Linked DNA regions of Mus musculus: all the other regions are linked to region 1. A link is a contact called in public Hi-C, HiChIP or PLAC-seq and promoter capture Hi-C data. All regions are on one chromosome and are shown on one strand. Each heading gives the region's core, a stretch centred on a gene start, on an enhancer-like site or on the middle of the called end of the contact. The rest is flanking DNA. Distances are from core to core; before and after follow the strand shown.

What was found. Promoter capture Hi-C pulls out the DNA fragments that hold promoters and counts their contacts. A called contact is a pair of places that touch in the nucleus more often than the background predicts. HiChIP or PLAC-seq counts read pairs in DNA pulled down with a chosen protein or histone mark.
Region 2: a promoter capture Hi-C map of liver shows a contact between it and region 1, with 4 times the contacts expected there. The contact joins the promoter of Zfp316 here to the promoter of Eif3b in region 1. A contact is called at or near these places in 2 of 39 promoter capture datasets (cranial neural crest and liver) and 1 of 115 datasets of contacts at active chromatin or transcription factors (embryonic forebrain).
Region 3: a Hi-C map of B cells shows a contact between it and region 1, with 5 read pairs. The contact joins the promoter of Rnf216 here to the promoter of Eif3b in region 1. A contact is called at or near these places in 1 of 39 promoter capture datasets (cranial neural crest) and 1 of 484 Hi-C or Micro-C datasets (B cells).
Region 4: an H3K4me3 HiChIP or PLAC-seq map of embryonic stem cells shows a contact between it and region 1, with 5 read pairs. The contact joins the promoter of Fbxl18 here to the promoter of Eif3b in region 1. A contact is called at or near these places in 2 of 39 promoter capture datasets (cranial neural crest and maxillary cranial neural crest) and 2 of 115 datasets of contacts at active chromatin or transcription factors (astrocytes and embryonic stem cells).
Region 5: a promoter capture Hi-C map of pre-B cells shows a contact between it and region 1, with 8 times the contacts expected there. The contact joins the promoter of Tnrc18 here to the promoter of Eif3b in region 1. A contact is called at or near these places in 5 of 39 promoter capture datasets (the C10 cell line, the HPC-7 cell line, cranial neural crest and 2 more) and 1 of 115 datasets of contacts at active chromatin or transcription factors (bone marrow-derived dendritic cells).
Region 6: a contact with region 1 is called in a promoter capture Hi-C map of embryonic stem cells, with 5 times the contacts expected there. The contact joins the promoter of Radil here to the promoter of Eif3b in region 1. A contact is called at or near these places in 2 of 39 promoter capture datasets (cranial neural crest and embryonic stem cells) and 1 of 115 datasets of contacts at active chromatin or transcription factors (embryonic forebrain).
Region 7: a contact with region 1 is called in a promoter capture Hi-C map of liver, with 6 times the contacts expected there. The contact joins the promoter of Ap5z1 here to the promoter of Eif3b in region 1. A contact is called at or near these places in 2 of 39 promoter capture datasets (liver and pre-B cells) and 3 of 115 datasets of contacts at active chromatin or transcription factors (embryonic forebrain, embryonic stem cells and pro-B cells).

Annotation. Positions count from the first base shown.
Region 1 is chr5:140,417,833-140,420,686 of GRCm38.p6, forward strand. It overlaps Eif3b (eukaryotic translation initiation factor 3, subunit B), which reads left to right and starts at 1,473. Exons shown (of 19, transcript NM_133916.2): 1 at 1,473-1,994. The coding sequence starts at 1,529.
Region 2 is chr5:143,268,575-143,271,428 of GRCm38.p6, forward strand. It overlaps Zfp316 (zinc finger protein 316), which reads right to left and starts at 1,448. Exons shown (of 7, transcript NM_017467.3): 1 at 1,277-1,448.
Region 3 is chr5:143,111,667-143,114,520 of GRCm38.p6, forward strand. It overlaps Rnf216 (ring finger protein 216), which reads right to left and starts at 1,354. Exons shown (of 17, transcript NM_080561.4): 1 at 1,233-1,354.
Region 4 is chr5:142,893,759-142,896,612 of GRCm38.p6, forward strand. It overlaps Fbxl18 (F-box and leucine-rich repeat protein 18), which reads right to left and starts at 1,480. Exons shown (of 5, transcript NM_001033312.3): 1 at 1,352-1,480. Gm38733 (a long non-coding RNA gene) reads left to right here and starts at 1,546. Exons shown (of 2, transcript XR_003955825.1): 1 at 1,546-1,709.
Region 5 is chr5:142,816,293-142,819,146 of GRCm38.p6, forward strand. It overlaps Tnrc18 (trinucleotide repeat containing 18), which reads right to left and starts at 1,370. Exons shown (of 28, transcript NM_001122730.3): 1 at 980-1,370.
Region 6 is chr5:142,549,598-142,552,451 of GRCm38.p6, forward strand. Radil (Ras association and DIL domains) reads right to left here and starts at 1,501. Exons shown (of 15, transcript NM_178702.4): 1 at 1,383-1,501.
Region 7 is chr5:142,462,475-142,465,328 of GRCm38.p6, forward strand. Ap5z1 (adaptor-related protein complex 5, zeta 1 subunit) reads left to right here and starts at 1,457. Exons shown (of 17, transcript NM_172725.2): 1 at 1,457-1,661. The coding sequence starts at 1,621.

The DNA of each region.
Region 1 (2,854 bases), core at 223-2,722:
TGTACTTACATGTAGTAAATAAATAAATAAATAAATCTTAAAAAAAAAAAAAACCTCAGCCAGCCCAGTACTAACTTATCCATCAGCCCGTGTTCACATGTTTTGTGGTTTAGTCTTTATATCGCACAGGCTGGCATGATCTTTCTGCCTCAGTCTCCCCAGTGCTGGGATTCCAAGTCTATGCTTCCTGGTCAACTAACAGGTCCTTTAAAAAAAAAAAAAAAGGAAAGTTTTGTTTGTTTTTTCTTAGGAATGATCTGGGACCAGAGAGGTGACTCAACTGTTTTTGTTGTTGTTTTGTCTTTTAAATTAGGCTCAACAGTTCAGAGCATTGCCTGCTCTTCTAGAGAGCCTGGGTTCTATTGCCAGCAACGACATGCGGTTCATAATTGTCTACTCTAAGTCCTGCGCGTGATACGATGCCTTCTTTCGGCCTCCGCTTGTACACGGTGCACAGACAGACTTGCTGGCAGAACACTGATACGCATAAAAAAAAATTCGAGTTAAGAGATGGTTGTAAACTACCATATGGGTACTGAGAGCGAAACTTGTGTTCTTAAGCTCTTAGTCCCCTCAACTAGTTCTTATTAAGATTTTCGAAACTTTGAACTGGAAGTATCAAAAATCTTGACTATCTTTTCAAGCAAACCACTCTTGGGGTCCCCCTGGTCACTCCACGAAGGTTCCGTCCCGTCCACCCCACGCTGGCCCACGTGATCGCGCTCTCCCGCGCGTGAAGACCGCAGTCACCGGCAGACAGAATCACAGTGACTTTCACGTCTGGGGCCAACGCTAAATTGCGAGCCGCTGCAGTGAGGATGGCCATTGAGATTAAAGCCGCTCATCACACGACTCTGCATTGTGCGGGCAGTCATTCTTGTGTGTGTTGGCGGCCCCTGGTTGTCGGCGAGCTCCTCGCGTAATTTTGGAACCCTTCGTTCTTTTGCCCCGTCAGTGGACCGGTCTAAAATGCAAGACCTTACGGGGGAGCGAAGCCAGTCATGTCAGTCAAGCAGTCTGTCTGATTAAAAGCAAAGCTTACAAAGAATCATGTGTGGAGCTTTCAGTTGTCTTGGCATTATTTTATGGTCACATATTTTGTCTTCATACAGTTACGCGTGTTAATCATTTGAGAATCCACTTGATGCTCCCCAGATAGTACAGTCCTTCCCCGTAGCGCCCGCTGGGAGAGGCAAAGGAACTTCTACCATCTTGGACGCAACTATTTCTTAGCTAGAATGGGGGAGCCACATATCCTTGTGAATTTATTTGCTACCTTAAAAAACCTTTTGGGCTATAAATAAACTTGCATATCTTGAAACTTATTATTTTAATTGTTTCTAGATTTTTATGCATATCTGAGTTTTCTCGGGCTGATCGTGAGGAATGAGGGCGTGGGTGTCTCCCCCGAGCCACATCTTGGTACGATCCCATCGCTGCACGCACATGGCTCCGCGCTAGCGGCGCGCGGTGACTTCTGGGAGTCGGAAGCAGGGCGGCCGAGCCGGGTGAGAAGCAGCGCGGGCCCATGCAGGACGCTGAGAACGTGGCGGTGCCCGAGGCGGCCGAGGAGCGGGCTGAGCCCGCGAGGCAGCAGCCGGCCTCCGAGTCGCCGCCGACGGACGAGGCGGCAGGGTCTGGGGGGTCCGAAGTGGGGCAGACGGAAGACGCCGAAGAAGACGCCGAGGCCGGACCGGAGCCCGAAGTGAGGGCCAAGCCGGCGGCCCAATCCGAAGAGGAAACGGCGACGAGTCCGGCCGCCTCGCCCACGCCGCAGTCGGCGGAGCGGTCCCCGTCGCAGGAGCCCTCTGCTCCCGGGAAGGCAGAGGCCGTTGGCGAGCAGGCCCGGGGGCACCCCTCGGCTGGAGCGGAGGAGGAGGGCGGGTCTGATGGGAGCGCGGCTGAGGCGGAGCCGCGGGCTCTGGAGAACGGAGAGGCAGATGAGCCCTCCTTCAGCGACCCCGAGGATTTCGTAGACGACGTGAGCGAGGAAGGTAAGGGCGATCGTGTCCCCGGCCAGGGCGCGAGGTCTCCCGGTTACAACGATCTTGTTTCCTCTACAGTGGGGGACCATTTGGGGAGTCCGTTTCTGCGGCAAGCCCTTGCACCTGGGGGTTGGTGGAGGGCAGGACGAACAGGACTATCTGGGGGCATTCCAGTTTCCTGGCCAAGGGTTTCCAGGGTTGACCAGTTGCTGTGTTCCCAATGGTTTCCGTAGTAAGGCATTGCCATCGGACCCAAGCACATTACCAACCTGCTTCCTTTTACTAGGTCGGTACCCTGGACCATTGCTTTTTCACATTGTTCGTTTGGCCGCTTACTTCATGATTTCTTCTATGGTGACTGGCTTTTTAAAGGCATTGTTTCTGTCTACCTGCACAGGAGCCAGATTCCTAAAATCTTTTTTGACAGTTGATAGCATGTGTTCCTCTGCCGTTTCAACTTCACTTGAGCCAGTTCCTTCATGTGTTGGTGTGGCTAATACCAAGGGCCAAAGGGCCTAAGAACACCACTTTTTTTTTTTTTTTTTTAAACGAGACAGGGCCTCTCTATGTAGTTCAGGCTGAAATTGAACTCTTGGTTCTTCTCAGTTTTCACGGTGCTGGTCCTACAGACATGTACTCCCAAACAATTGCTTTTGAACTACCATGAAAATTCAGCGCCCCAATATAGTTGTCAACTTAGAACTTACAATATTTCAAGAGGTCGTCATTTGATGTCACCATTGTTTGACTTAATCCTTTTGTATGTTTGTGGGGGTTGTTTTGTTTTGTTGTGAAACAGGGTCTGGCATGGTCCAGGCTGGCCAGCTCTTTATGAAGCTGAAGCTGTCTTTGATCCCCATCCTTCTGCC
Region 2 (2,854 bases), core at 198-2,697, 2.9 Mb after region 1:
CCTGCCAATCAGTCCCTAGAACGCCTTTCTGCTCCATTCTCCTTAACCTCTCATCCTGGATTCGAATGCAGTGTCAAGTTCACGGCTTCATCAGGCAAAAATCACTGTGTCACTTCAACACATCTTTCCACTCAAGTCCTGAGCCTAGGGCACAGCGCTGCAGACACTCAGAACGGGGTGCTGCACTGTCCATAGAAAGGAGTGTGCAGAGACACAATCGTAAAGGTTAAAAGTTAGGAACTCCAGAAAAGTCCCAAATCCAGGGGATCCACGTAAAGGATGTTTGCGTGGGGTCACGCTCGCGCATGCGCACTTGTGGCTAGTTACCTTCATTCCCGTTCACTAGCCCCACTGACTTAAGACCCTTTTTTGTCCAGAATGTCTTTCCCTGTTCACTACACTCCTCACCATCTGCCCAGTTTCCGGAGCCCCTATTCTCCAGGGTTGCTCCCTGGAGGTCATCCACGACCCCCCAGAGCAGGCTCCTCAACCAGGCCAGCTAGCCCCCTGGCCCAGCCAGTAGCGACAGAACCAAAACAAAATGCCAATGCCACCCACCCAGGCTGAGCAGGTGGGCTGATCCTCGCTGATACCTGCACCTCCTCCCTCCCTTCTTGTGTCCACATAATGCACCCTAGATTCTGCCAACGCGTTCCACCACCCATCTCGGGGGCAACAGATTTAGCAGAGAGAGAGAGCAGTCCAGCCAGCCTCCATTTACAGATGAAGCAGGCTAGGCCACGGCCCCTCAATGTCACAAAGCTGGCTGTAGGGCTCCAGGACAAGGTCTTTCCCTTTTCTTCCTCTCTCTGGGGGATGGGGGGAGGGTACCTAGCTTCCACTTCGCGCTAGGGCGGGAGTAATGACAGCCCTCCTTGGAAGGTGTCTCTCTAGGGGGCGGGGGCGGCTCCGGCCCAGCTCCCGCCCCTAAGCTGGAGAAGGCGGCGCTAGCACCCTGCAAAGGTGCAGTGCACGACGTCCCCGGCCCGCCCCCTCCCACGCTGGAGTCTGTACCCCTCTAGGGTGTTAAGCCATCCCTGACGTGCCGCGCAGGCCCAGGTCGGTATTGGGGGGATCTAGGGGCCTGGAAGATCTAGCTCGTGCAGCTGCAACTCCGACCCCACCAAGGACGGGCCCTGCAGTCCCGCGATCTCCCCACGGACACCGGAGGCCTCCAGCTCTCGAGCATCCATGACGGCCAGCCTTGCCGCCGCCACCGCCCCCAGCGCGCGCGTCCCGCCCGCGCGCACCTGCCGCATCCGCGCGCCCCACTCACCGCGCGCGCGCCCGGGCCCGGCCAAGCCGGAGCGAGACACGGACTCGTGGGGGGTGGGGGGCTGTGACCACCGGGGACTCCCCCCCGCACTACACAAAGTGACGGCCGCGAGCTGCGCGACGGCGGAGGAGGCGGCGGCGCGTGGGCACCGGAAGTGCCGCCCGCCGGCCCCGCCTTGTCCGCGCCCACGAGGGGGGCACTTCCGGTCATGGGGCGTCCCGGAGCTCTGGATGTAGACAGGGTGCTGCTGCGTCGCACCCCCATATGCATGGAGGATGGTTATAGCTACCCACAATGAGCACCCCCTGCTTATTACCTGCTCCTCTATGTTTCAAGGGACCCCTGCCCACGACGTCCAGCCCCAGCGAGCATCTCTTCTCGCCAGACGACAGCCTAAGTCTACCTTTGCCCGTGCCAGGACGTGTCGGGAGCCCGTCCTCCTGTCCACCGGACCCTCCCTGGATCTCCTGATGGTGGAGAAGGGTAGTGACCCCCAATGGGTATTCAGGCAGCGCTTGTCTGACCCTGACATGGGCAAGGGTGTGGCTGGGAGATTGATCCATTCTGGCTTTACTTGTGTGTGCAGGGTGTGGCAGACAGAGGGGCAGCCTATTCAAGGCGTGAGGGGGGTACTGTGGACTATAACAGTCAAATGCATGAAAGACTGGAGATTGAGGCCAGACTGGATTTATGTTCTTCAACTCCCTAATCTGTCATCCCCAGGCCTGGCAAGAATATTGGGAAATAGCCTTGCATGGCTTTAGACAGGTCGAACCTTGACAGTCCATTGATATATTCACGACTACTCAGGGCAGTGCTCTGTAGCTCCAAAGAGCCATCCATATTATGAAGTCCCTGGACCCCAAGCCTGCTGGCCACCTATGCCTGGAGTAAATGCCCTAGGTACCTATAGAGACCAACCCTGGACATGACCCTGGGGAGACCAGAGTTCTAGCCTCTGCCCTCTCTCCCCTCTTCCTTGGCCTCCCCTCCCTTATATTGAAAAGTCTTTGTGACACTCTTGTGCTTTTCTTGGTAGACCATGTAGACTGGATGCTTTAGGAGTCATAGCCTTTCTCATCTTAGGCGAGCCCTAACCCCTAACTGTGGGTTCTCTAGGGACCAGAAACACTCTTCTTTCCTGCCTACACACATTTAGGCACACATAGAAGGAAGCTGCTTGTCTCTCGGTTTTACTAGGATGTGTGTTCACATGTGTGCACATGAGCTATCTCCGTGATGACATTCTTACGCACCCTGGGTTTTCACACAGATGGGTTACCTACCAAATCACCTGCCTCTCTGCAGGATCCCTGGCAGGCTAGAAACCCAGGGAAGGGAAGGGGAGCCAACCTTTCCCTCTGGGAAACCCGAAGGAGGTGATGAATGTGTGTACCTGCCATGTTCCATGCATGTGCGTGTTCCTGCCATGTTCCATGCATACATGCATTCCTGCCATGTTCCACGCATGCACGTGTTCCTGCCCTGTTCCATGCATGCATGTGTTCCTGCCATGTTCCATGCATGCATGTGTTCCTGCCATGTTCCATGAATGCACGTGTTCCTGCCATGTTCCAT
Region 3 (2,854 bases), core at 104-2,603, 2.7 Mb after region 1:
GGTGGCGGCGGCGGCGGCGGCGCATGCCTTTAATCCCAGCACTTGGGAGGCAGAGGCAGGCGGATTTCTGAGTTCTGAGGTCTACAAAGTGAGTTTCAGGACAGGCAGAACTGCACAGAAAAACCCTGTCGCGAAAAACAAAAAACAAAACAACAACAACAAAAAAATCCAGCAAGGAGTTGAGAGTGGAGCTCAAAGGTAGAGCGGCTGTTGAGTAGGAGAAAAATGACACATGCCTTTAATCAGGAAGCAGAGGCAAGCAGACCTCTGAGCTACATGCCCGCAAGGGCTACAGTTAGACTCAACAATAACAATAACAATAACAATAACAATAACAATAACAACATAATGGCAAGATGTGGTGGGGTGGCCTACACCAGGGCAGAGGCATGCAAATTCCTGAGTCCCTTGGGCCCAGCCTCTACTTTTCAGGTTTCAGGCTAGCCTCGGCTATGCAGAAAAATTAAAAAAAAAAAAAAAATGAAGAAAAGAAAAGAAACGAATCCAAGACAAACCCCAGCGGAGATGGCGTCCAAGACACTTAGCACAATGGAGAAGAGGATACCAAGTCATTGCACCCTTTGGAGATGCAAGGAGTTCGGGATCACCGAGGAGCCCCACGAGGGGCCGCCTCGTCCCCTCGAGCGTGGGTCTTGCCGCTCACCCCAGGGTGCCACGCGCACGGGAGCGCTCTCCGCTACCACGCACCGGGACTCCCGACTGCAGGAGTTTCAAGTCCCCTTCACTCGGGAGCTCAGACTGGGATGACAGGCGTCAACTTGGACTCCAAGGGGCCCCAAACTGGCCCGGGCTGGAGTTCGAAGTCGCCAGTCGGTCGCCTCTTCCGCTTCTCCAGGCCGCGGTGGGGAGCGCGGCCACCAGAGCGAGCCGCCAGAGAACCGTCTCTCAGCAGCTCGGCGCCCCCCGCGCAGCAGGCCGGCCCGAGAAACTTCCTCAAGTGACGGGAGGGGAGCCGGCAGGCCAGCGGTCGTCGGCGTCGCTCCCCTCCCGTCACCCCCCGCGCGGGTCCCCGGGCCCCCGGGGCTCGCGAGCGCGTCCCCCTCGGGCCCCGCCCCCACCCCGGTGGCGCCCCGGCGGGAGGCCACTCTCCTCGCTCGACCCGCAGCCCCGGGAGACCGCGCGCGCGAGCGCCCATCACGGACTCGCCCCAACACAGCCAGCCCAGCTCCGCGAGCGCGGCTCGACGCCCGGGAGTTCAGTCTCAAGTTCACCTGAAGAAGCAGCCGCTGGAAAAGCTCCCCCGCTGCGACCGCCGCCGCTGCGACCGCCGCCGCCGCCACCGAGGCCGCTACTGCGTTCCTTCCGGCCTCGCCACCGCGTCCACCTCGCGCCTGCGCGCAGCGCCCCCTCCCGACTAATAACAGGAAGAACCATAGAGGGACGCGGACAGTCGGGGAGGAGGGACCTGGAGAGCGAGACCATAGAGATGGGTGCCTAGCCGGCCTCCATCCAGGCTCCACGACTGCAGAACCTTGACTCCTCCTTGCTGTGGGAAGACAAAAGAACAGCTGAACCACAGGGTCACTGTAGCCGCCCCGATTTAGCTATGAAATCAACCGATTAATCACGTATCTATCCCCTCTTGAGGTGATGCTCTGTACCAGGTGAGAAAGGTAAAATGACCCAACTCTCCTCCCAAGGTATTTGGTGAAGAGTAAAAGTTCCAGCTCTGTTCAATCAAGGTTGGAGTGCTGGCCAGCGCTCAAGAGCACCGACCCAAATTTGATTCATGGAACCCTCATTGCAGCTCACAGTGGTCTGTAATTTCAGTTCTAGAAGATCCCTGACGATCTCTTCCAGCCTCTGTGGGCACCAAGCATGCAAGTTGTACACCGATATACATGCAGGCAAAACATGCATATGCATAAAATCAAAATAAAAAATAGAAATTGAATTTTTTTCAGCCAGGCAGTGATGGTCCACACCTTTGATCCCAGCACTTGGGAGGCAGAGGAAGCCCTGAGTTCGAGGCCAGCCTGATCTACAGAGTGAGTTCAGTATAGCCAGGGCTACACAGAGAAATCCTGTCTCAAAAAAAATTTTTTTTTAAATAAATAAAAAAACCTCAAGTTGTGTGTGTGGTTGTATGTGTGTATATGTATGTGTATGATGTATCTGTGTGCTCTGTCTGGGCTTCTATAGGTTGTGTATGTATAAGTGTGTGTGCTTGTGTGTGTGTGTATATGTTGTGTATGCTTGTGTGTATGAGTGTGTGTATGTGTGCTTATATGCGTATGTGTATATGGTGTGTATATGTAATGTGTGCCTGTGCTTGTGTTTATGTTATATATATATATATATATATATATATATATATATATATATATATATATGAATATGAGTGTGTGGTGTGCTTGTGTGTGTGTATATTATGTGTGCTTGTATATATGTGTATCTGTGCTCATGTGTGTATGTGTGCTCTGTGTGTCTGTGCTTATGTATGTTATGTGTGCTTGTGTGGATGTGCGTGTGTAGATATGCTTGTGTGTGTATGTGTGTATATGGTGTGTTTGTGCTCTGTGTGTGTGCTTGTGTGTATGTGTATATGTTATGTGTGTGCTCTGTGTGTCTGTGCTTATGTGTGTGTATGTTGTATACAAATGAGTGTATGACGTGCTTGTGTATGTTATGTGTGCTTGTGTGTATGTGTGTGTGTATATGCTTGTGTGTGTGCTCTGTGTGTCTTTGCTTGTGTGTGTACACTTGTGTGTATGTGTATATGTTGTATGTGTGTGTGTTTCTGAGATTGAACCCAGGGCCTCATAGATGCTAGAGAAGCTGTCAATCACTGAATTACATTTCCAGCCCTCTTCTTATTTTTATTTAAAATTTG
Region 4 (2,854 bases), core at 230-2,729, 2.5 Mb after region 1:
GATAAATGCAAGGAAACTCCTAGGACTTAAAAGTGTGCCCAGAGATCAGCAAGACGGCTAAGTGAGCAAGAGAGCTTGCCTTGCAAACCCGATGACCCAAGTTCAAACCCTGGGACCCACATAAAATGCTGGATGCAGTGACCCACATCTGCCATCCCAACACTGCTAGCGCAAAGTGAGAGGAGGAGATAGGGGCATCTGTCAAAAGCTCACAAGCCAGCTACTCTGGAGTATACACCATCAAGAGAGATCCTGTCTCAACTGGGGGGAAAGGCAGAAGCGATAATTTAGTACTACTCTTTCGGAGGACCTGAGTTCGATTCCCAGTACCCACACTGGGGAGGCGAATAACCACCTGTGTAACTCCAACACCGGGTGCACATGATCCTCTGGTCTCCTCAGACACCTGTACTCATGTACACATACCCACACACAGTTATACATACACACATACACACACACACACACACTAATATAAACCAGATAAAAGGCAACAACCAACTCTTCAAAGTGGTCCTCTGACTTCCACATGTACGCCACGACACGCACCCATGACATGCACATGCCAGTACTCACGCATACACACACGCTAATATGATAAATAGGTGTACCCCCAGATGCGAGTACCTAGGAAAGAACAAATATAACTCAAGATAGGGAGGAAGGCAACAGGGAAGCTACCAGGTGCTCCCCTAACCCCCGCCACGGCCCCATACTGTCGTCTGCAGAAAAAAATACTGCACACCCGTAACAAGACGCAGTGGGATTCTCCAGCTGACCTAGATCATAAAGCTCTGGGGTCAGTCCGACGCCCTATCACACTCCCGCGCATCACAAGTAGACTCCAGAAAGAAGTGGGCTGCACTTAAGCTGATAGAAAAAAAGAAGAAGCCAGGGCTGGGAATGGGGTCGAAGCCCTGAGTTCCACCCTTAGCTGCACATTAACCACCGCGTGATGATGCACACCTGTAACCCCAGATTTACAAAGGCTACAATAGAAAGATTGCTGTACGTTCAAAACCAGCCTGGGCTGCACACTGAACTCCAGGCTAGACTGGGCTACAGTGTAAAACAAACAAGAAAACACAAGCAGAAGGGACAACGTCCCATAGCTGCGAGGGCAGAGCCAACACACAAGGAGACGGGGGAAAGGCCTGGAAACTCAGCAGGCCACGTGAAAGGGTCCATTCTGGCCATCGAGATTGTGCGCCTGGGAACAGATGGGGTCAGGAGAGGAGAGGGCCTGGTAGGAGGGTAGGAGACGGCAAGGATGGGCCTTGGAATAAAGCCAGGGTCGGGAGGGAAGCCCAGAGGGGACTCCAGCCGCCGGGGCTGGAGGTGCAGGTCGTACCTCTCCGGAGCTAGCCGCCGGAGCTGCAGCCTCACAGTCCCCCAGCCTGCCAGCGTAGGGATGCTCGAAGCCGGCGCGGCCACAGCTCCACAGAGACCCCGGTAAGGGGCGTGGCTGCGGCGCACGCCTAGACGTACTTCCGCTTGCGCCCGGATGGACCCGGTGCGGTCGCCATGTTGGGTGTGGCATAAAGTACTCTCAGGATTCAGAGGCGTCCAGAAGGTCACGAGTGACCAGTCTCTTAAGCTACCTCCGCAGTTTCTTGCTGTCGCTCCAACAACATGCGTTCTGCTCCAGGCCTTTGCATTTGCCATTCGCGCTACACACTGCGCTCCAAGTCATCTGTCACAGCGCTCAGGTATCCTAGATAACCATAGCAACCTTCATGTGCACACGCTCCTGAATTTGCCCCTCATCTTGCGTTACAACTCTCAATAGCTCTTTGCACCGCCTGACTTGCTAAGCCTTTTTGCTTGTTTTGAGTCTCACTCTGTAGTCCTGGCTGTCCTGGAATTAGCTATAAAGACCAAGCTGGCCTTGAAGTCACAAAATCCGCCTACCTCTGCCTCCCATCTATGCCTAGGCCACTGTTTATTTAATGTATGTGAGTGCACTGGAGCTGTCTTCAGACAAAGTTTCTGGGAATTGAACTCAGGACCTCTGGAAGAGCAGTCAGTGCTCTTAACCGCTGAGCCATCTCTCCAGCCCCATCTTGTTTTGTTGTTGTTGTTGTTGGTTTTTGGTTTTGTTTTGTTTTTTTGTTTGTTTGTTTGTTTGTTTTGGGTTTATCGAGACAGGGTTTCTCTGTATAGCCCTGGCTGTCCTGGAGCTCACTTTGTAGACCAGGCTGGCCTCGAACTCAGAAATCCGCCTGCCTCTGCCTCCCGAGTGCTGGGATTAAAGGCGTGCGCCACCACGCCCGGCTGTTTTGTTTTTTAACACTACTGAGGATTGAACCTAAGGCTTCCTTTCATGCGTGCTAAGTAAGCACCCTGCCTGTACCCCCATAACTAAGCAGAGAGTCTGCCTGGTACTGTTCTTTGCATGTCAACACTGAACAAATAAATATTTGCTGAATAAATGAATAATAAATGTTTCCACGGCGTTTCCAGTTAAAAATGGTTTCCTAGAGCTCGTGAAATGACTCGTCAGGGAAAGGAGCTTGACTCTGACTGACCACCTGAAGTGAGTTTGATTCCAAGGACCCACACGCTGGAAGGAGAAGACTGCCTTCTAGAAGCTGCCCTCTGGTGTCTGTGTCTGCACTGGTCATGCACATGTGCTCTCGCTCGAGTGTACACAGAGAAAGAGTCAGGAAGGAAGTCCAGATGGTTTAAAATTAAGATAATAGTTTAATGGGAGCTGGGGATGTAGTTCATTTGAGTATTTGTCTAGCAGATACATAACCCGGGGTTCCGTCCCTGGCACTATATAAACCAAACCAAACGGAAACAATCTTAGGACTCAGAAAGTGGAGGCAGGAAGACCTGCAGGTCAAGGTTA
Region 5 (2,854 bases), core at 120-2,619, 2.4 Mb after region 1:
AGCTTTGTGACCCACACACCCCCAAAATAACCTACAAAGGAAAAAAAATAACTTAACAGCGCGGGCCAGCGGAGGGGCGCCTCCCCAGCATCGGGTAAACCCTCCTGTAAGTCCTATTTAAGCTGTTTGTTTAAAAGATCTGTCGCTTTCCTGTTCCCGAGGGGGTAGGGAGGTCTCAGAGAGCCCACCCTTCCCTCCCTGACTACCAGCCCCAGGCTACTCTAGACCCCCTGGTTCCGGGAGAACCGGGGCGCTCTAGCAGACGGAGACTAAGCCACAGCTCCCGGGTGACCAGCCGCCCTACGCCCAGACCCAAAAGTCCTCTTCCCCCAACTTTGCTAAGGACGCCTATTTTAACGTGGCTTTGGTTACAACACCCCCTCTTCCTCTCGCCCGCCCTCGCTCTTTATCAGGCTCTGGTTACCAGAATCGCGTTTACTTTTGAAAAAATCTAGGATCGTCACAGCCCGGGATACTTGTCTCAAAGGCGCCAGGAGCTTCCCGCATACACTTAAAGATAATATTCATTAAAGGCAGCGTTTTGAAAAAGGCAGAGCCCAGGCGCCCCACTTTAAGGAAGTCGGGGTGAAGCCCTACGGAGCAGCCTTTGCCATGGTCGAGAAGCTGGCGTGGCTATCTGCGGGGTTCCACTGCGTCCTTCTCTACTTTTCCCCTCTTAAATGCAGCTAAAATGGCTGAATTCCGGCTTTTAATTAAAAACAGCCTATAATCGAAACCGTCTCGGCGTCCCCGGGCTAGCCCGCCGCCTGCCGGGAACCAAGTAGGGAACCGCCGCCCTCGGCGGTGCTGCAGACTGAGAGCTCGGGTGGGAGTCCAAGGCGCAGCGATGCGTCCTCTCCCCCTGATCCCTGCCCTCCGCTTCCCTTCTGGGGACCCCGACTGTTTCGGGGACCTTCTGCTTTGCGGACCCAAGGGGTACGCTGCACAAGTTCGGGGAGCATCGGGGCCCGGAGCGTACCTGGCGCGGCGGGGCTCCGGGCTCCAGGCTCCGACGGCGACTCCGGCAACCGCCGCGGTTCCTGGCGCGGCTAGGCGCCCGTACTGCCCGCCATCCCTCGGCCGCCGCTCCCCTCCGCCACCCGCAGCCGCCTCACACTTTTTGCCCGCCTTTCCTTTTTTTGGTAGAAAACCGCTCCCCGGGCCGGGCGCGCGGCGCGCCAACTCCTCCGCCCTCCCGCGGCCCCGCTCCCGCAGCCCCCGGAAAAGCCAGCTTTCCTCCCGCCGAGCTCCCCGCTTTTTAATAAAATCCAGGTAGCGCCGGTTTAAAGAATCCCAAATCTCCATATACAGCCCGGGATTGGAAAAGGTACATTACACAACCCCCCTTTCAAGTTCCTCTCGCTGGATCTAAAAAAAAAAAAAAAAAAAAAAAAGCGAAGGGGGGGCTTAAGGGGGACGGGGGAGGGGAGCCTCGCAGGCGAAGAAACACGCATTGTTCCCGGGTGCCCGCCCCCCCCTTCGGGCCAGCCCCCGGCCGCAGCGCATTGGTCCCGCTCGCCGCCCATCACGCGCATGTAAACACCTTGGCCCTCAGCCATTCCTATAAAACCAATTACGGACCTCGGGGCTCCAGCAGTTTCCAGGCTCCCCACGGCGGGGCTGAATGATCAAAACTGGTGGTGAGAATTTTTCCGAGCCGTTTCTAGGCAGCCCTCCCCCACACCAGCTCCAGCAGACCCCCCCCTTCTTTCTCCTTCTCCCTCCCCCCACATCCCAGCCCCTCCTCCTGCGTCTGGGCTGAGTGATCAAAATAGAGGAAGATGGTTGTCGCCGCAATCCCGGGCATTGCAAGGCCTCCTGTCAGCTTCCTTCTTCGGGAGGAGGTGACAAGCTAGCCGGGAAGAGCCGGGAACCGGCGAGCTGCTCATTGCGCCCGCGCCCGGCGCTCCCTCTCTAGGGTGCCACTCCAAAGAGCGAGGTTCAGACGAAAAATAACAAGGCCTGCTTCTCTCTCGCTTGCTCGCTCACTCTCGCCTTTTAAAATAAAGCAGCGATTCATTCCCTTTCCCCCTAGCAGTCGCGGTCGGGTGGGGTGGGCAGGCAGGCGACAAGGCCTTTTTTTTTTCCTTTTGCCCCTGCCTGCGGGTCCCCTCCCTGAAACGCGGTGTCAGAAGGCTTTACTGATTAATATTTTGGACAGGCCGCGGCGGTCGGCAGCGGTGAGTTGCATCTTATAAAAGGTTCCTATAGAAACCCGGGCTGTGGGGCTCTGCGGCCGAGTGCGCACCGCGCGCCCCTCCCCAAAGCCCCTTTTGGCGTGGGCGCCCCTCCTTCCCCCTTTCCCCGCCAAGAAAAACCAGAGCAGAAAAAAGGATTAGATCGGCGGAACGCGAGCTGAATCCCTCTCGGTTCTGACATTTCAGCCCTATTAGCATTTCTCCACGGGGCCTTCTGAAACCTATTAAGGTGTAATATTAAAAACCTCTTGGCTGGGGGCCTCTCTCGCCTTCCATCCGCCGCGCCCCCTCCAGGGAGGGCGAGACCGGGAAAGGGAAAAAAAAAAATCTGTTGAGCTCAGAGGAAGCAAGCCAAGCCCAAAAGTGCTTGGCTGGCCACGGCGGCCAGAGGGGGAGGGGAGCACTAATCCCCCAGACTTTGTACTTTTATTTTGCTCTTTCAGCAAAAAAAAAAAAAAAAAAAAAAAAAAAACTTTCGAAGTTAAGTGGCAGGGAGCCGCCGACGGCAGTCTACCTGACTGGGGACCCAGGGAGTGTGATCCTTGCCGAAGGGACCCGTTCTAAAGGGTGGGGAGATCCCCTGCACCCTCTCGGAGCCCGAGCCCAGCTAGGCATTACCTACCCTGGAAAGGAAGCTTGGAAAGACAGAGAGCCTT
Region 6 (2,854 bases), core at 251-2,750, 2.1 Mb after region 1:
ACAAAAATGTTTCTCAAAAGGCCACTTGGAATTCAGGGAAAGTCCTACAGAGGCGAGTACGCCCTGGGTAACCAGATCTGTTTTTCTGGAAGTATGACCTGTCTTTTCCTTTTTCTGCCTCATTCTCGCCTCTGACACACAAACATTTGAGGACAGCTCAGGTCCCAGAGAGTCAAGAGTACACGCAGGGCTCTCGCCGTGGCTGCCTCAGAAATTGTCTCTTTTCTTGTTCTCCGATTCTGCTTTTTTAAAAAAGAAAAAAAGAAAGGAAGAAAAGAGAAAAAAGAAAGAAAAGGAAAAAAAGTAAGGTTAAGTCACAGAGACCAGGCAGGCAGTGAGGTCAACGACGGCTGACATGGGTGGAGGGACGTCTCTGTTCCAACAGGACAATGTGGAACACATTATCATTCCAACAGAAGAAAAACTGAGCAGTCAACTTTGCAGACGGCGCATTAGCCTCCTCCCCTCATCCACAAATCCTATCTTTATGGCTCCAGCTGGAGGGCGGCTTTAAAGGCAAGCATAATTCAATCAGGTTTCATTTGGGCCGCTAGTCACTTAGCAAAAAGGGACTGACTTCTCCCAGCAGGATTAAAGAGAAGCTCCTCTCTGGAATGCACAAGAGGTGGCCCGCAGCACCGAGAGACACCAGTAATCAAATTCTTTTTGGTAATTCAGATTAACCAAACACTCGACAGGCGACAGAGGCTGGGCCGGGCAGGTCTGCAGCCTGTCAGGCCCCCATCCCAGGGCTCCCCAGGGACAGAAGCCAGATCCCTTTGAGGGCCTCGGAGCTCCAGCTCAGCATCTGTCTCAGGCGCGGCACTTGTCGGGGGACTGGCTGGAAATGATACAGAAATAGCTGGAGAAACAATGCCTCTCGCGGGCACACCGATGGGGAGGAGACGCGATGCGGGACGGGTGTAGGCGGGGGTGTCACCACCATCCTGGTGGGCGAGTGCGGGACTCCCGCCTTGAGCTCTTTCGGGTTGTTCCAGGTTAGATTGCACCTCCAAAGCACTACCAGGTAAACTGAGGCCTGGAAAGGTCCCTTGGCCACGAGTGACGGAACCCGGATTGCCCCTGGAAGTCCACGGGGCCACGCAACCCGCGCCCACCCGGCCTTCAGGTGCAGCTCCCCCGGGCCGCTCCAGGCCCCGTGCGCTCGCCGGTTTCCATGGCAACCGAGCAAGCCTGCCTCCATCGCGCCCGGACTCGCCGTGGGGACCGTGACCAGCGCGGCCCCGCCCCAGCGCGTGCCCCGCCACCCGTGTCTCAGCCCGCGGTCTCCGCACCCTCCGCGGGTCCCCGCAGTGGCCCAGCCGCACCTCCTGGGCCATCCTCGGCCTCTGCTGACCTTCCTTCTCGCGCCCCGCACTCACCTCAGCGCAGCCTGTCAGCTGCGTCCCCCGCGCGCGGCTCCCACGCCCGCCGTTAGCCGAGCTGGCGCCCGGCTCGAAGCGCCTCCTGCCGGCCGCGCAACGGACAGGGCGAGGCCTCCGAAGGGGCGGGGCCTCTGGGGGCGGAGCCTCTAAGGGCGGGGAGTCGGGCGAGACGAACAGAAACTTGACACCTCAGCGCCCAATGGGCAGAGACGGAGCCTCGAGTGGGCGGGGTCACATGTATTAGGGCGGGCCTGGCCGACCGAGAAAGATAGGCTGTGCGCTAGCGCCCCCTTCTGGTCCCCAACGGTAAGAACGATTCTCTAAGAGGTGTGGCCTTTGAGTGGGCGTGGCCTCGGCAAGGGGGCGGGGCTAGTTTCCCAAAGTCGAGTCGTGGTATCTCAAGGGGCGGGGCTGCAGGAAAGAAGGGCGTGGCCTGTTCTTGGGCCCCCCTGCTTTGGGGTTGTGTACTCTATGATCAAGTAGGTGGTGTTTGGCCTCCACCCCAGTTAGTGGACGAAGGTGGAGGGGTGGACAAAGATGGACAGGTACATAACTGAATATGCATGAAACTGACCAGGGACAGGAAGGCCAGACTTTTATTTTATTGAATATATTTTTATTTATTCATTGACAATTGCATACGTGTATATAGTGTGTGTTGTCAGCATTTAACCCCAGTTCTTTAATTTTAATGTATCCTTCGTAGAATTTTATTTTACATTTTAGATAGGGTCTCATAGATGCCAGATTGGCCTCAAACTCCATGTGACCAAGGCTGGCCTTGCACTCCTGATGCTATTACCTCCATTGTCCTTGTGTTGGAATTACAAGCTTGCACTACCATGCCTAGTTAATGTAGTTCTGGGGATCGAACCAAGGGCCTCATGTATGCAATACAAATGCTCTACCAACTGAATCACTTCAACCCTAAGCAGCCAGAATTTTAAAAACACAAGTCAAATTATGGCAGACTAACTTTAAACCATGCAAAATGGGACCAAATCAGCTCTAGGTCCTTGACCCAAATAATGTATTTTGCTTTGACTTCTCTCTGGTATGTTCAGTGATCTCAAACTGCACACCCTAACCCGAGAAGTATATCTTTTTGTGGGCAGTTTGTCAAGAACTATACTGTAGAGAAGTAGTTCTCAACTTTCCTTAATGTTGCAACCCTTTAATACAGTTCCTCACTGGGTGGTTTGAATAGATATGGCCCCATACACTTCTGTGTTTGAATGCTTGGCCCATAGAGAGTGCCACTATTAGGAGGTGTGGTCTTGTTGGAGGAAGTGTGTCACTGTGGGGGTGGACTTTGAGGTCTCCTATGCCCAAGCTACACCTAGTATGACATATGGTCAGCCTCCTGCTGCCTGCGGATCGAGATGCAGAACTCTCAGTTCCTCTTCCAGCACTATGCCTGCCTGGATGCTGCCATGCTTCCCACCATGATGATAATGAACTGAACCTCT
Region 7 (2,854 bases), core at 207-2,706, 2.0 Mb after region 1:
CCCTTCCCAAACAGTTCCACCAACTGGGGTCAAAACATTCAAGTATATGAGCCCATGGGAGCCATTCTCACTCAAGCCACCACCCCATGGCGGCTGCCTCAGAGCCCCTGGCATTCATCCTGACACTCAGCCAGGTGAGAAACAACCCACTTGTCCCTTTTTTCTGTGTACATGTTTTTGGGTGTGACTGCACCTGTGTGTGTATTTGTGTGGAGGCAGAGGACAACCTCAGCTGCTGTTCCTCAAGTGGGGTGTGTGTTCACATGCAGAGGCATAGGCATATGTACACTGGCCACAGGAGACGTGAGCAGATCAGAGGACAGCCTTCAGGTGCCCACCCTCATGGCTACTTACACCTTGTCTGAGACAGATTCTCTTTACCATCTCATAAGCCAGGGCGGCTTATCCTCCAGCCTCAGGAGAGTCTCCTGCCTCCTCCATCTCCTGTAGGTGTGCTGGGATTACAAATCCTTACACTACTGGGCTCAGGTTTTATGTAGCTTCTGAGGACCCAAACTCAGCCTGTCAGGCCTGTGTGTCAATCACTTTCAGGTTCTGAGTCTTCTTTCTTGCCCTACCTCTTCTCTGAGACAGAATCTCTCGTTGGCCTGGGACTTGCCAAGTAAGCTAGGGCCGGCCAGCAACCCTTAGGGATACTCCGATCTCCACTTCCTCAGTGCTGGGACTGCAAGTGTGGGTTTTATTTTTATATGGCCACCCAGGGATGGAACTCAGGTACTCATGTTCACTTTTACCAGCTGAGCCGTTTCTACTTCTGCCCGTTTCTCCCTGAAGCCTTGCTTATTACTAGGCCATGAGCACTAGGTATTGATTGGCAAGAGCCAGAAAGACACGGGTCCAAGTGTCTTTCCCACTGTGACAGCTCCTCAGTCTACTACCAGTTTCCTTTTTCTGTGTGTGCAATAGGCACCCATCTCCCAACCCAAATAGGTGAATAGTGCCAGGGCCTCATCTTAAAACCCAAGACTAGCAAGACATTGGGTATTTCTGCAGCAAAGAGCCTGACAGAATTTATAAAACGTGTCTGCCATACAGCTTTTGCTAAGGATGTTCTTTCTCTGCCACCAAGTCGCGCCCCCAGCCTCTCACTGGGGTAAATCTAGTCACCCTACTGCTAAACTATGTGCCTGCCTAGTCTCTCCAGGTCTAGAGTCTACCACTGGCAGTTCCGGGATCAAAGGAAACTGTTTCGGAGCCAGGAGTTCTGGGTTCCAAGGACCACGGTTCCATGACTCCCTGGCTGCTGACTGACGTGGAGAGAAGCCCAGGAGCTAGGCGGGAACTGGCTTCTGTACTGCAATATTTTGGCCAAGGCCTCCGCCCCGCCCCGCCCACCTGCCGCAGGACCGGAAGCTGGTCTGTCTTTTGCGCGGGGGAGTGGGAGGGATGGCCCTCCCACGTGGTGTGGCACCGGAAGCCGTCAGCTAGCGCTCCAGATTCTCCCACGTGATCCAGCCAGGACGCGGGAGGGTGGTGGCGGGGGTAAGAGGTGGGGCGAAAGAGGGCAGACACAGTCCGGTCACATGACACGTCATGTGACACGATCCCGGAAGTCCGCGGCAACGTTTCGGGCACTGGTGGGCTTGGAGCCGTGTCGGCATGTTCTCGGCGGGCGCGGAAAGTCTGCTGCACCAGGCCAGGTCTGCCGATCTGGGGCTGGGGCCACGGGGCGTGAGACGAAGCCGGGGAGGAGCGGGGAGGCGGTGGTCCCGCTGCACGGTTCGGGTCTCCGTGTGGCGCCGGGTCCGGGGCTCAGGGCGACCTGCGTGGAATGTGAGGCGCACAACTCAGCTAAGGGATCCTCCTCATCGTGTCTGGGTCCATGCTAGTGCTGACCCTGCACTGAGAGTCTAGGTTCTTTCCCAAATAGCCAGCCCAAGACTTGGTGGTACGTGATTCAGCGAAGGAAACGACTACCCGAAGCCCAGACCTGATGCATTTGGTAAACTGAAAATGCAAAGGGACAAATCTGGACTCTGAGCTGGGCCACTCGTGGGGAAAGTTTAGAATGGTTAAGATCTCTGGGATCTCCCAGAGCCTGAAAGAGTTAAAAGTCTGGAGTCTACGAACAAGACAGTACTCCGAAGACAGAGGGACTTAATAGGTAAATGACCTTGCCACCAAGCCTGACTCTCTCGATTCGACCCCCGGGGCTCGGGGAGGAAGAAGAAAATCAACTCCAGCAAGTTGTCTTTGGATCTCCACTCGAGCACCCCAACATGTACATAAATAAATGTAATAAATTAAAAAACAAAGACAGTTTTCTTAAGATCTATTAGGAAAATGGTTGGTGACCCAGCCACACAGTCTCCCCATGGGCCCACAGCCCTCCTTTGCCTTCAGTACTGGGTGGGTACTTTTCATTTTTAAGCAGTAACCTTTTCATGCCAACACAAAAATAACGCTATCCTGTCTCATAGCATCTGTGGTTTATCACTGCCCCAGTTGGGTACAACCCTGGGCCATTTGTATCTCCTTTTGCTCACCCAGCCTGTTCTCTAGGTGCCTCAATAAGACTCTGGGTGGAGGATGCAGGAAACAAAGCAGGCGAGGGTGGTAGGAAAGCTACTGGAGACCTTCCTCGGCCTGGGACATGTGGTACCTGCAGAGACAGTGCAGAACCAAGTTCAAGTACCTGACAGACAGGCTCAAAATGGGGGCAGTTTGCAAACCATCAGCCCTGTCAGGACACCATAGTGGGACTGTCAGCCATGATTTAGGAAGTTGGGGGCTCTCTTCCTCAGCGCCCACAGACAACTGATCCATTTATTTATTTATTTAGAGATGGCTGAGACAGAGTTTTACTGTGTGGCCCCTGAAACTCACTCTGTAG